Regions from separate parts of the Ovis aries genome. Here region 1 is linked to region 2. A link is a contact called in public Hi-C data. All regions are on one chromosome and are shown on one strand. The core of a region is the stretch at or near the end of the contact, and the rest is flanking DNA. Distances in the headings are between cores, read along the strand shown. Region 1 overlaps R3HDM2 (R3H domain containing 2). Region 2 holds the start of INHBE (inhibin subunit beta E).

Region 1 (6,836 bases), core at 2,386-4,885, 84 kb before region 2:
ATTCCAAAACCCATCTACAACATAAGGCATCATCTTAAAGAACTACTTTTGGTGACTTCAAAATACTATTAGCAAAAAATAAGCATCATATTCCTGGATACTGGCTAAATAAATCTGCAATAGCCCTAAATTCCATGACTGAATTTAGATTAACAAGCTCCTCCATGAACTAAATTCAAAGCTTTCTTGAAAAAAGAAAAAAAAGACACAAAAGGCAAAAAGTTCCAACACATCCTATTCCAAACCAAAAATACAAAGCTATAAATGTCTAGACATGCCTCAAGGTGTATGATTACTGAAGCTAATTAGCATTCTCAAAATTAAACATCCACAGCAATGCTTAAAGGATCGGGGGGGGGGGTGGGTTGGGGAGATGTCTCTCTCAAATAAATTAAGAAAATAGGATTCTGGAATTACCTAATGTAAGTTGCTAGGAGAAGAAAAATGATTATCAGCTTTCTAAGTCTCAACTAAAATGTGAGACTTCTTGTTGCTATTATTCACTGGGAAAGTAAGAATTAAATTGGGCAGGAAGCTCAGACTGATATTAATTTTGTAATAAAGATAACATGAAAGATCCTTTCATTCATACTAAAAAGATGGTGTTTTAGAAAGAAAACACATTTTTTAAAATCTACAGTAAATCATCACTTTCTATAAGATCATGACAGCAGAGTTGCACCATATAATTTTACCTCTATTCCTCACTTACCTTTATCCTAACAATGACTGTACTATGAGATCCTGGGTAAAAAGGATTCAGTATTCTGTACAGTATAGTTTTTAGAGATTTCTAATTCCACACCTGCCACTTAAAAACTGTGTGATGTTGGATAAGTTACTTATTTTCTTGGTGCCTCAGTTTCCCTTAGGGCTTTCCTGAGTGGCTCAGTGGTAAAGAATCCGCCTGCCAAAGCAGAAGATGTGTATTTGATCCCTGGTCAGGAAGATCTCCTGGAGAAGGAAATGGCAACCCACTCCAGTATTCTTGCCTGGGACATCCCATGGACAAAGGAGACTGGTGGGCTACAGTCCATTGGGGTGCAAAAGAGTTGAAAAAGACTAAGCAACTAAACAACAAAAACCAAAACTAAGATCAGGGACACTATTTTTTAAATTTGGAAGAATTAAAATAGAAATATTCTTAACTGTTTTATGGTTTCTCTGAAATTGAGGGCCTTGCTGGTATAGAATGAACAGAGTTAAGTAGGTCCAGACTGACATTAGGTTTTAAGGCCCTCAATATGCATTCTCCTTTTAGAGATAAACATTCTGGGATGCAGACTAATTATCCTATGCCAGAAGAATGAAGTTCCCTTCCTGTACCTACTAGGAAAATTAATGGTATAGGAGACAAATAAGTAAATTCTCATGTGCTAAGTGCTAGCTAGAGCTGCTCACAAGGTTAAATGGGAATAGAGGAAGCGGTCATCTAAATCACACTGGAGAGAAGGCTTTCAGAAGGAGGCGATGCTTAAGCCTAATCCTCAAGGAAAAACAGCAAAACAGAGGAAATGGAGAAACAGATCTAGATTCCATATTTAACGACTGGATGATGTGAAGCCAGATACTTAATCTCTCTAAACTCCAGTTTCTTCATCTATAAAATGAAATGGTAAAAGTACTTCATTTGGAAGACTGTGTGAAGATTAAATGAGATAATACATGCAAAGAATAATGCCAGGAACATAATGTGAACCCAACAAACAATAATACCATTAACAAAGATATATGGGTCACCATGATGCTTTCTCAGAACTGCAAGTATTGCATAAAAAAAGCTATACCATAAGACACTCACAGAAAAGTGGCTACAAAAGAAGTTAGAGGTTAGTGGAAACAGGCTCATGAAATATCTTGTGTAGTGGGATTTCTCGGTGGTCCTGTGGCTAAGACTCCACACTCTCAATACAGGGGCCCTAGGTTTAACTCCTGGGCAGGGAACTAGATCCTACATGGACCCAGCACAACCAATTATATATATATATATGTACATAAATCTGTTATACTAACTAAAGCAATGGGAAACTTATAAAGGACATCCAGAAAGGAGACACATGATTATACTTCTATTTTAAAAAGATTACTTTTGCTACAAAAGTAATGGGTTAAGAAAGCAGATAAACTAGAGGCAGAGACACTAACTAGGGAAAAGACGAGATAAGCATTCTGGCTGGAGAATGAAGGGACTCTGATCCAAGAAGCATTAAGGAGGCAGAATCATTAAGACATGGTGACACAGGAGATAAGTGTGATGATAGGGAGAAGTCAAAGAGGACATCCAGGCAGCCAGAGACAAAAGCAGCTCTCAAAGTGTGGCCTGGGAATTCCTACAACTTTTTGAAGGAATATGCAAGATCAAAACCATTTTTATAAGCATGTTAAACCTTATTCACCCTTTTCGTGTATCTCAAAGATATACAAGAGCATTTTCCGAAAGCTACATGACATATAATATCACAACTAATTGAATGAAAAGCAGATATGAGACTCATCTGTATTCTATTAACCCCAACACTAAATTATTTGGAAAAATTAAAAACAATGACACATTTCTTATAAATGTTGTTGCTGTTGTGGGGAAAAATATTTAGTTCACTTTTATGTTAACATGTAATGGATTTATTACCATACTTAAATGAACTAATGTGTTTTAAAATTCTCAGTTTTAATTTCTAATACATTAATATTGATAGATATAACCTACATTAAAAAAAGCTCTTTTGGAGGCTTTGATAATTTCTAAGCGTGTAAAGACATTATAATACCAAAAAGTTTGAGAACAACAGGGGTAAACAGACATTTCTCAGTATTCTAAGATATGCATTTTGAAGGAGAATAGTCAGTCTGTAAAGAAAGAAAGAAAGAATAAAGCTCTACTTAAAACATGGTATATGTGATATACTGACAAAGTGCCCAGTAGGCAGTTACACTGATGGAACTGGATAACTAGACCACCAGATTGTGACAGAGCTGAAACCTTGGATTTTAAAGGGAGAGTGCATGGTGAGAACACTGGCAGATTAACAGCAGAAAAGCCTAGAAAGGTGAGCAGAGGTTTCAGGATACACCAATATGTAAGGAATAAAGAAGTAGAAGAGAACTCCACATAGAAAAGAAAAGGTTACAAAAATTAGAAATAAAAATGAAAACTAAAGCAGCATGTGAAAGTGAGGTGAAAGTGAAAGTCGCGCAGCCATGTCTGACTCTTTGCAACCCCATGAACTATACAGTCCATGGAGTTCTCTTATCACCAGCTATAAACTAAAGAGAAAAAAGCTGCTCAGGATGCTGAAGAAAAGCAAAACACCAGTTCAGCATTAGTAACGGCAAGAAAATAGAGAAGTGAAATCCAGTATTAATTCAAAAACCTCATTTTAGGCAGGAGTTTCAATTTCTTCTCATACAGTACTCTTTCCTTATCTGAGTTATTTACAAACAACAATGATTTCTGGTTCATCATTTTTGCCTTCTCTCTCCACCCTCTAGAGGAAATGCAGACCGAAAAATGATCAAAAGGATAGAGATAGAAAGAAAAGGAAAGATGACTCAATGAAAAGGCATTCATTCACTCATGCAACAAGTACTCACTCACTGAGTAACCATTCTGTGCAATGCATCCATGATACACACTGCGGAAAATCAGCTGACTAATAAATATACCAAGCTACGCCCCTGTACATCAGCAGAGGCAATAGACTGGGAATAGAAGTAAAACTTTCCTAATGAGACTAGCATAAGCAGAGACAGCTCTATTCTAAAGGTGGCTCTAGCAGATTTCCAGAGCTCAGTTACCTAATTGCTGAAATGTGTCCTCATTCCACAAAATAACTCCAAAGAAGTATTTCCTTCAAGTGTTTGATAGCTACATGATCCTGTGGTGACGCTTATCTCTTTGAATTTTATATAGGCAAGTGCAGTTTTGAAATGCAGAGCACACTCTTTAAGAAACACTTGTATACATATTAAAACATCAAAAGCTCTGATATAAGCTCCAAAACTAATAATAAAGGTCAAAGGAGAATTACCCAGCTAGATGCACCTAAGCTTAAAAAGCAGCTTCTTAAACTGGTTAACTCTACCCTTTAGATAAAAGAAACTATGATCTTAAATATATGGTCATTCTTTCAAGAAAAGGACTGTAAGGATAAGAATAAAGATATTCGAAAATATCCAGAATCTAGCATTACATCCAAATAGAAACCTGAACAAGAAAGGATATATCATCACACACAAGTGTCACAAAAATATTTTCACATCATCATTGTGTTCTATGGTAGCTGACCTATTTCTAGCTCTAAACCTGTATCTGATTGATTCGCAAACTTCTGAAAGGACCTGAGCTTCAAGAGACACTGAACAACATCAGAAGTATCTTTTGTCTGAGTTATATTTAGCCTCCATTCCCACCTCATTCCCACCCTTTTTAAAACAACCTGAGAAAGGAAGGAATTTTTGGACAGTAGTTAATAACAATGGATGTTCCTAGTGTTATTGAAAATTCTGAGGGTGGGATGGGGATTTCACTTCTGACTAACTTGGAATAACAGGAATGATATTTATATTACTGGCAGAAATAATTTAAAAAATCAGACAAATGTGCAAAACACTGGTGTTTAAGACACTGAACATGAGGCAATGAAGGACAATGACTCCTGAGAGATGAGGAAAAAATAAGGTGAGCTCTGTATTATACTGCGTGCTCAGTCTATGTCTGACTCTGCACCCTATGGACCGTAGCCAGTCAGGCTCCTCTGTCCACGGGATTTTTCAGGGAAGAATACTGGAGTGGGTTGCCATTTCCTACTGAAGGGAGATCTTCCCAAACCAAGGATCGATTCCGTGCCTTTTGTGACTCCTGTGTTGGCAGGCAGATCCTTTATCACTGAGCCACCTGGGAAGCCCCAACCAAGCTCTATATTACCTAAGTTTAATGCCTAGAGAGTTTTCAAGAAATATCAAAAGGAAGAAAGAGTCTAAGGGAAACCTAGGTATGTTCCTACAGGCTTCCTAAGTGGAGAACACAGGAGTGAGAGCCTGAGAGAGCAAAGGAGTCTAGAGTTAGAGTAAGCCACAGATTGGAGAAAAAATCTGCAAACCACATAACCAACAAAAGACTTGTATACAGAATATATAAAGAATTCTCAAACTCAACAGTAAAGAAACAAATTTAAAAAAAAAATGGGTAGTAGACATGAACAGACATATTGAAAATCAACCATTAGGGAAATACAAATTCAAACCATAGTGAGATATTACTATACATCTATCATAATGGCTAAAATAAAAAATACTGTCAATACCAAATGCTGGCAAGGATGCAGAAAAACTAGATCACTGGTAGGAATATAATATGGCACAGCCACTCTGGAAGAAAGTAGAGCAGTTTCTTATGAAATGAAATATGCAGTTACCATGCTATTAAGTAACTATAATTTGGACCTTTATTTCAGAAAAATAAAAAATTATACAAAAACATGTTTATGAATGTTCACATGTATATGAATGTATAGCCTTATTTACAATAGCCTAAAAATGGAGCCAACACAAAAATCTTTCAACACATGAATGTTTAAACAGACTTGGGACAGCCATACCACGGAACACTACTTAGCAACAGGAACTATTGATACACACAACAACTTTTTTGGATCTCAAGGGAATTATGCTGAGTAAGGGGGAAAAAAGGTCAATCTTAAAGGGTTACATGGTGTATGATTCCTTTTAAATAACATTCTGAGGACTTCCCTAATGACTCAGTGGATAAGAATCTGCCTGCAAACGCAGGGGACACAGGTTTGATCCCTGCTTGGGGAAGATGCCACATGCCTCAAGAGTAACTAAGCCCATGCACCAAAACCACTGAGCCTGCACTCTAGAGGCTGAGAGCCACAACAACTGAAGCCCATGCACCTAGGGCCTGTGCTCTGCAACAAGAGAAGCCACTGCAGTGAGAAGCCCTCACACCACAATGAAGAGTAGCCCTGCTCACCACAGCTAGAGAAAGGCCATGAGCAGCAAAGAAGACCCAGCAAAGCCAAAAATAAATCATTAAAAAGTGGCAAATGTGAAAGAAAACTTTTGAGATGACAGTATTATAGAGATGGAGAACAGATATTGGTTGTCAGGGTTTCAGGTTTTTCAGTGGGGTGGAGGGAGGTAGGGGTGGTTTTAAAAGGGCAACAGGGACTTCCCAGATGGTCCAGGGGTTAACACCACGTTCCCAATGCAGAAGGCACGGGGAACTGGCTAGGGAACTAAGACCCCACATGCCGCACAGTGCAGCCAAAAGAAAAAGGGTAGGGGCAACACGAAAAATTCTTGTGGGAATAAAACTGTTCTGTACTCCCACAAATTCACATGTGACGAAATTCCCTAAGAACTACATGCACACAAACATACACGTGGGACTAGATCTAAAATGCTGATCAGGTATGAATAAACTCTGCAGACTATACCAATATCAATTTGCTAGCTTGATATGCTCCTATAGTTATACAAACTGATACCACTAGGAGAAATTGTGTGAAAAACACATGGAACATGTGCAACTTCTTGTAAATTACACTTATTTCCTAATGAAAAGATAAATGACTAAGAAACAATGTAGACTATAGAATTAGTAAAGAAAGACATTTCGAAAATTATTAAAACTATATATGCAAATATATTCTCCAAGCCAGATTTCAACAGTACGTGAATCATGAACCTCCACATGTTCAAGCTGGATTTAGAAAATGCAGAGGAACCAAAGATCAAATTGCCAACATCCACTGGAACACTGAAAAAGCCAGAGAATTCCAGAAAAACATCTACTTATGCTTTATTGACTACAC
Region 2 (6,904 bases), core at 2,869-5,368:
GAAATTATCCCCACTTTGATGTGAGGAGACCTTCATCACATCTCCTTAGATGTGATCTAAGGAGACCCACGGTACCATCTTCATAATGACTAGCCCCTTTCTGGGGCAGAGTCCATTCAGCAAGCCCCATGTGCTCAACTGCCACCCCAGGGACTCTGATCCATCTCCTACCATGAGCAGTGCCATCTGAGTCCCAGACAGACACCCACAGCCCCACTGCAATCCCGCCCACAATCCACAGTGCCTCCCTGCCCTTTCTACTGCACATCCCCCACTACAGGATGAATTGGCCAGCCCTGTTCCTTGCTTTTCTGGATCTCCAGAGAGTCCCTCCCTTAGACTCACCAAACATTACATCCTGTTTATGTCTTGAGCCCTTTTCCCTCTGACTTGCCCAGTGGGTTGCTGAAGCCTCTCTTGGCATGCCTTCATTCACTCTTTGTCCTTCTCCGTCCGGCTCTGTACCCTTGGGGGCAGACTCACCTGAGTTCCTTTGGCCTCTGGCTTCCTGCCGAGTTTGACTGGCTTAGCAAACTAGCAAGAATGGAAAGCTCTTACAAGCCAAGAGCGTGGAAGCAAGGATACCAGAACTTAGGCAGAGCTGGAGCTGTGGAGGGGGTGGGGAGCTGGACAGGAGTTGTAGGGATATAGGCATAGCCATAGTTACACAGAACCATGGAACCTAGGCAGAGGGAAAGGAGTAAGAAACACGCTGGCCTCTGTCTCCTCTTAGCCTTTGATCTGCCTTTTGCTAGTTCCTGGGTGCTTCAACATCCCTCCTCAGTTCCCTTAAGCCTGCCCATACCTCTGAAAAGAGGTCCTTCACTGAGTCTTCTTAGTGATGCCAACATAGACAGCTGAGTGGGTCTTTTATTTCCTGCCAGGACCCTGATTGGTACCCCCGATAACACAGAGCCTGCCTGCCCTGCCCACTTTTCTCTCCTCACAGTCTCCTTAGGGCTGAACTTTATGTCTGTCCCACACATCATGACTCCTCCTTCCCCAGGCTGCCTCCTTTCTTAGGCCCCATCCTACTTCCTAGAACCATCTTCACTGGTCTTCCAGCTAATAAAGACCTGGGCTTTACTTGCTCCTCTCCTCCCTCTGTCCTCGGTCCAAGAGATGAGACAGATCACTGCTCAGCCAGCAAGTAGGTGACAACCTGTGGGCACACACATGGTGGGAGGCAGAGACGAGGCAGCCTTCCTTCACTGATCCTCAGGGCTCCAGCCAGGAGTCCTGTCTGGGAGATGGAACTGGCCAAGGGCCACTTGAGTAGGATGGGGAGAAGAAAAGGAAAGTCTGCGGAGAGGAGAGGGAGGTATTTGCTCTGAGACTGGGTCCTCTCCAGACCTTTGCCCTCTTCCCCCACCATTGCCCCCCCACCCCTGTTAGCTGGACAGCCCTGAACCATTGGGTCGATATTGTCTGCAACCCAAGGCCGAGATTGTGCAAAACCCATGTGTCCTTTGGGAAACGTGCTGTCTGTGTTTGTTCAGCATATAACCCCCTCCTATCCAGGTCTGAGGTCCCTGGAAAAGGCACCCTAAAGGATACAGTCTGAAAGACCTCCTGGAGAAAGGCAAATCTGAGCTGCGGGCTTCGTGAGCAAATGCTTACTCGCTCAGAAGTTCTCTGTCCTTTGACTTTATGAGATCTTAACCTAAGGAGAGAATCTAAGGAAGCCTTCTGGTGCTTGGCTGCCCTCTTCCACCACTGTTTCCCACCCCAAATCCACCTCCTCCCAAATCTAACCGCCCTCCTTCCAACTATAGCTTCAGTCCCCAGGGTCAAGACTAAGGTGAGGTGAAGTGAGGTACTTGCCTTGGAGACAGAATTTTAAGGGGATGTCAAAAATTCCATCAGTCAAGATAAATAATATTTTAATGCAATATTTTTTTTAAAAATCAATGCAAAAATATCCAAGATGAACAAAATAGCAAATTTTAAAATAAACTAAATGTAACAGGAATCAGTACTATTCCTTCTCTTTTTTGGCTCTGCTTTTGACAAAGAAGAAACAGTGGAATTGTCCTCTTCCCAACCTTTTCCTCCAGCGCTCCCTGGCCCCTGACACTAGGCTCCTCAGGCTTTTCTCTGTAGGGCAAGATACTCACTCAGGCTCCTTCTACTTCCTCACCCACTCTCAAGCCTGTCGCTACCCCCCAGCCCCCAGCCAGGTTGGTGGTAGGGCGGGCCTGTGAGGCAGATGGCTGGGGTATTTATAACCTGGGAGCACTTCTTGGGAAAAGTGACTAAGATGCTAAGAGCATATTTATAGCTGGGTTCTGACGTAAGTGTCACTGGGGAGGTAGGGGCAGGCCATGCACAGCAGCAAGAGGGTAAGAAGAGCTGGAAATTGGGGGCACCTGACAGAGAGGTCAGGGGAGGAATGGGGTTGGTGACTCCTGCAGTCACTTCTGGATGCTCCCTTGACTCAGGCTCACCCACAGGTTAGCCCTCGGAGACAGCGCCACAGGCAGAAACCTGAGCTTTGCAGTTCTAGGGTCCAGACCCCAGGGGGTGAGAGGGCTGTCACTCACAAGCTTGACCAACAGAGAGGGCCCTGGCAGCTCGGCAGAGCCCTGGCCAAAGGGACTTGAATATGACTCAAGATCTAGGGAGAAAGGCAGGGTGGAGAGAGGGTCTAAAAGTCTCATTGGCCCCCTCCCCACCACAGGTGCTGTAGCATGGCACCCATCACTGCCCTCCATTGCCACATGTCAGGGATGAGGTCCAAAACTGAACTGAAGGTAGCAGTGATGTGGTCCTGATGACAGCCTCAGCTTTCCGGCAGCGGCAAGCGGAGAGAGCTGAGGCACCAGCTTCTCATTCTTCTTGCGTAGAGGCAGGGTCCCCAGAGGGAGAGGTGGGGAAGCAAGCCCTCTGAATTTCTCCACATCCCAGAGCAGCCCCTTCCCTGGGAAGCTGGTCAGCGCTAAGCCCTCTGCTGTCCAGCGGCTCAGCACTGCCACATGGTGGACACTGGCGGTACTGAGTCCCGGCCCCCAAAGTGCCACCTCTCTTCCCCTGTGCCAGAATCTAGCAGTCTATCTTGAGAGCCCCCAATGGCTGAATAGCCGGGAGATTAACAAACTGGAATAGGGGCCCATTTCCCAAAACACACTCACTTCCTCCCAGCTTCTTGAAGAAACTGGGGCATAAGGAGAAAGGCTGATGACATGAGGCCTTGGTCCTCTCATTTAAAGGCAGTGAGGAGTGTGATAAGGAAGGCTGGGGTTGGGACTCAGGTTGCTATACTGGCTATGTTTTGTTCTTAAAAGCTCATAAATCTTCAATGTCCCATCATTAACCAAGGCTGGCACCACTCCTAGGATACCCCAAATCTAGGCAGCTCTTGGAGTCCCCTGAAAGAGAACCAATGTCTGGGACAGGCCCTTCCAAGTCTCATGCCCTTCTGCCATCCTTGATGGACTCTGCCCTGATGTAATATTGCATCACCACCACCCCCACCTCTCCAGGTTTCCCCAGACATCACAGTGACATGCCATCCCCCGCCCAGGCTCCAGCCCTCGTCCACGTTGTGCTCTGGTCCAACTGGACTCTGGGCAGCCAGCACAGGCAAGGTCAGGAGGTAACTTCTGTGCCCCATGACACTGCCACCTTGGCCTGGGCAAGAGGACTCCATTCCTACCGCCAGCCCCCCGGCCTCTCGCCCTTGTCCCAGCCCCATTGCTAGAAATCAAAAAGAACCAAGTTCTCCTTCTAGCCCAGAAAAATAACCACTGAGACTCCCAGCTGCCTCATGGAAACTGCTGCAACAGTGGAGGCCAGGAGCTAGACAGACTGGAGGTATGGGGGGAAGTGACCTTCCTTCCTTGCTCACATGGAGCTCCCTCCCCCGAGCCCCAGACCTTGGGGATTGAGCCTGTGAAATCCTCCTCCTTCTTGCATCATACGTGTCCACATCGCCCCCCACCCCCCCACCCCTACCTCAAGCTCCGTGACCAGGGCCAGATGGTGAAACCTGAGCTCCAGGGGGGAACCTCCACCCACGGCAGGGGCCTGATGGGCAGCACAGCTGGCCAATCCTGGGGCTCAGAGGGTAGGTCTGCCTGCTGACCACTAGGTGAGGGAGCCCTAGGCTGCTGGCTCCAGAGAGGCCCCGGTCAGTAGTCAGACATGAGCTGTGAGGGTCGAACTGGCAGACTGCACTGAACATCGCTACCCATTGGACCATCCACTGTCTGCCTTCCTGAGTTCCAGGCAACAGAAGACAGGTGGCTCTACCCTTGGCCAAGGGTAGGTGTGGCACTGGTGGCTGCAGCTGCCGTGTCCTCCTCATTGGCCTCCACACAGCCAGACTCGACAGGAGGAGCAACGGTCCTCCAAGGCCCCCGACCTGACCCTGGGCTGTTCACCACCAAGGCCATGGGACTCCACAAGGTCCAGCTCCAACTGGTGCTGCTGTGGGCACTGGTGTGGGCACAGGTGGCAGGGTCTGCGTGTCCGTCCTGTGGGGGCCCCACACTGGCACCCCAAGCAGAGCGAGCTCTGGTCCTCAAGCTGGCCAAGCAGCAAATCCTCGAGGGACTACAGCTGACCAGTCGTCCCCGGATGACTCATCCTCCACCCCCGGCTGTGCTCACCAGAGCCCTCCGGAGACTGCAGCGGGGAAGAGTGGCTCCAGCGAATGGGGAGCAGGTCATCAGCTTTGCAGTCCTCACAGGTGGGTGAAGGAGAGACAGGCAGAGAGCTGACAGGGCAGGGAGGCAGAAGGGGAACTCGACAATGATAGCAGGAGCAGAGGGAGTCGGGTCTGGAAGGAAGAGGAGGAACTGGAGCCGGACTGGCCTCGGAGTCCCTGCTTCTTCCGAAGTTGGGAGCTGGCGAGAGCGGCGGGCAGGGCTCTTGGGAGTCTCACGGGACAGCATCATCTCCGCTCACATTCTCCAATCCCTTCTCCATCTTTCTGGCAGACTCCTCCACCGCCACCTGCAGCTCCACGCTCACCTTCCACCTGTCCACTCCTCGGTCCCATCACCTGTATCATGCTCGCCTCTGGCTGCATGTGCTCCCCACCCTTCCCGGCCCTCTTTCCTTGAGGATTTTCCGATGGGGGGGCAGGAGGAGAGGCCGAGGGTCCCGCGTCTTTCTGGCTGAGCACCAGTTGACAACCCCGGGCTGGCACGCCCTGACTCTGCCCTCTAGCGGCTTGAAGCGTGAGGAGTCTGGTGTCTTGAAACTCCGACTGGACTGCAGTTCCCTAGAAGGCAACCGCACTGTCGCCCCACAGCTCCTGGACTCAGCGGGAGAGCAGCGGCCCTTCCTGGAACTTAAGACTCGGCCCAAATGGCCTGGAGCAGCCCGGGCCAGGAGGAGGACCCCCAGCTGTGAGCCGGCGACCCCCTTATGCTGTCGGCGAGACCATTATGTAGACTTCCAGGAGCTGGGATGGCGGGATTGGATCCTGCAACCCGAGGGGTACCGGTTGAATTTCTGCAGTGGCCAGTGTCCCCCCCACCTGGCTGGCAGCCCCGGCATCGCCGCCTCCTTCCATTCCGCTGTCTTCAGCCTCCTCAAGGCCAACAACCCTTGGCCCTTGGGTACTTCCTGCTGTGTCCCTACTGCCCGAAGGCCTCTCTCTCTCCTCTACCTTGACCGTGATGGCAACGTGGTCAAGACAGATGTGCCGGATATGGTGGTAGAGGCCTGTGGCTGCAGCTAGCAAGAGGACCTGGGGGTCTGGAGTGAAGAGATCAACCTAGGGGTCCCCAGGCAGAGGGCCTCTGTGGCTGGAGGCATCAGGTTCCTGACCCACACCTCCACCCCATGGGTCATCTGGCAATATGACTGGATTGACCCTCTGAGACCCAAATGGGCACTTTTGTGTCCAGTCTCTGGCCCATTTCAGGCTGGTTGATATGTGGGGGAGATGGGGAAAGTGTGTCCTGTAAAGGAGTCTATCCAGAAAGCGTTGAGTTCCTACCCTAAACTGTCCAAGAAGATGGGAGGGAATGTGGGAAGGAAAGGGCAGAGAAAAATCACTTAGTCTCTCCAGAGAAGAGAAAGTCCTCAAGTAAGGGAAGGAAGGAGCAACCAAGAGCCCAGCAACCTTGGGATGGGGGAGACAGTCTGGCCAAGGGTAGGGGCTGTGGAAGTGCTAGAAGGGAGGCTCAACAGGGACCTGGGCAAGGGGCTAAGGGGAGGTGTTTAGGGAAGCCCCAGAAATGGGAGTCCAGAGAGAGTGGTGCTAAGCCTGAAAAGTTTTCTGGTTTTTCTCTGGGACAGGACCCATTGGGGAGGCAAATGTTTATACTTTCCTAATAAAAATGAAGAAAAAAAATCAAGCGTGAATCACGAAGGGCTGGGATGATGGTCCAAAGTAACAGTTCTCAGAGTGTGGCTTGGGAACTCACAGGAGGTCCCTGAGACCCTTTCACATGGTCAAAACTATTTTCACAATAAAACTAAGATGGTACTTGCCTTTTCATTTTCAACATCTCAATAGTCTAGAGTGGAGTTTTCCAGAAGCCAGAGGACATGTGATTATGTCATCTTTCTGACATCTTTGTTAATGGGATGTGTGCTTGTGTATTCTTGGGTTACAACTTTTTTTTCAGTTTTAATGTCTAGCATGGTAAGTTGATATAAACACATAAACAGAATCTCAATAATTTTTAAGAGTGTAAAAGGGATATTGAAAGCAAATTGAGAATCGCTGATCTAGAGTCTTGGATGGGGAGGAGAAAGCAGTGTACTCTGAAAGAACTCCACTGGAAGGAACATTGCATGGTCCCTCCTCCAATCATCATTGATCTCACCTGACCCTCTGGGTTTAACTAGTGTCTGGGTCAAAGTCATGTGGGGGAGGGAGGTTAAAATAGGGCTCCTTATCTGTCCTCCCACAGTTACTACATATATTTGTCAGGCCTCAGACCTC

What was found. A called contact is a pair of places that touch in the nucleus more often than the background predicts.
Region 1: a contact with region 2 is called in a Hi-C map of hypothalamus, with 4 times the contacts expected there. The contact joins the enhancer-like site here to the promoter of INHBE in region 2. A contact is called at or near these places in 9 of 16 Hi-C or Micro-C datasets (blood, hypothalamus, liver and 5 more).

What each region holds. Positions count from the first base shown.
Region 1 is chr3:162,266,135-162,272,970 of ARS-UI_Ramb_v3.0, reverse strand. All of the region lies in intron 3 of R3HDM2 (R3H domain containing 2), which reads right to left. Among named protein-coding and RNA genes, the nearest start is that of R3HDM2, 61 kb to the right of the region's middle. Within about 2 kb of position 3,635, at least 6 of the 54 cell types and tissues checked have an H3K27ac peak or open chromatin away from gene starts, as enhancers often do.
Region 2 is chr3:162,182,215-162,189,118 of ARS-UI_Ramb_v3.0, reverse strand. INHBE (inhibin subunit beta E) reads left to right here and starts at 4,118. Exons shown (of 2, transcript XM_004006544.5): 1 at 4,118-4,690; 2 at 4,941-6,442. The coding sequence starts at 4,393. The coding sequence ends at 5,689. INHBC (inhibin subunit beta C) reads left to right here. Exons shown (of 2, transcript XM_004006545.6): 2 at 1-1,972.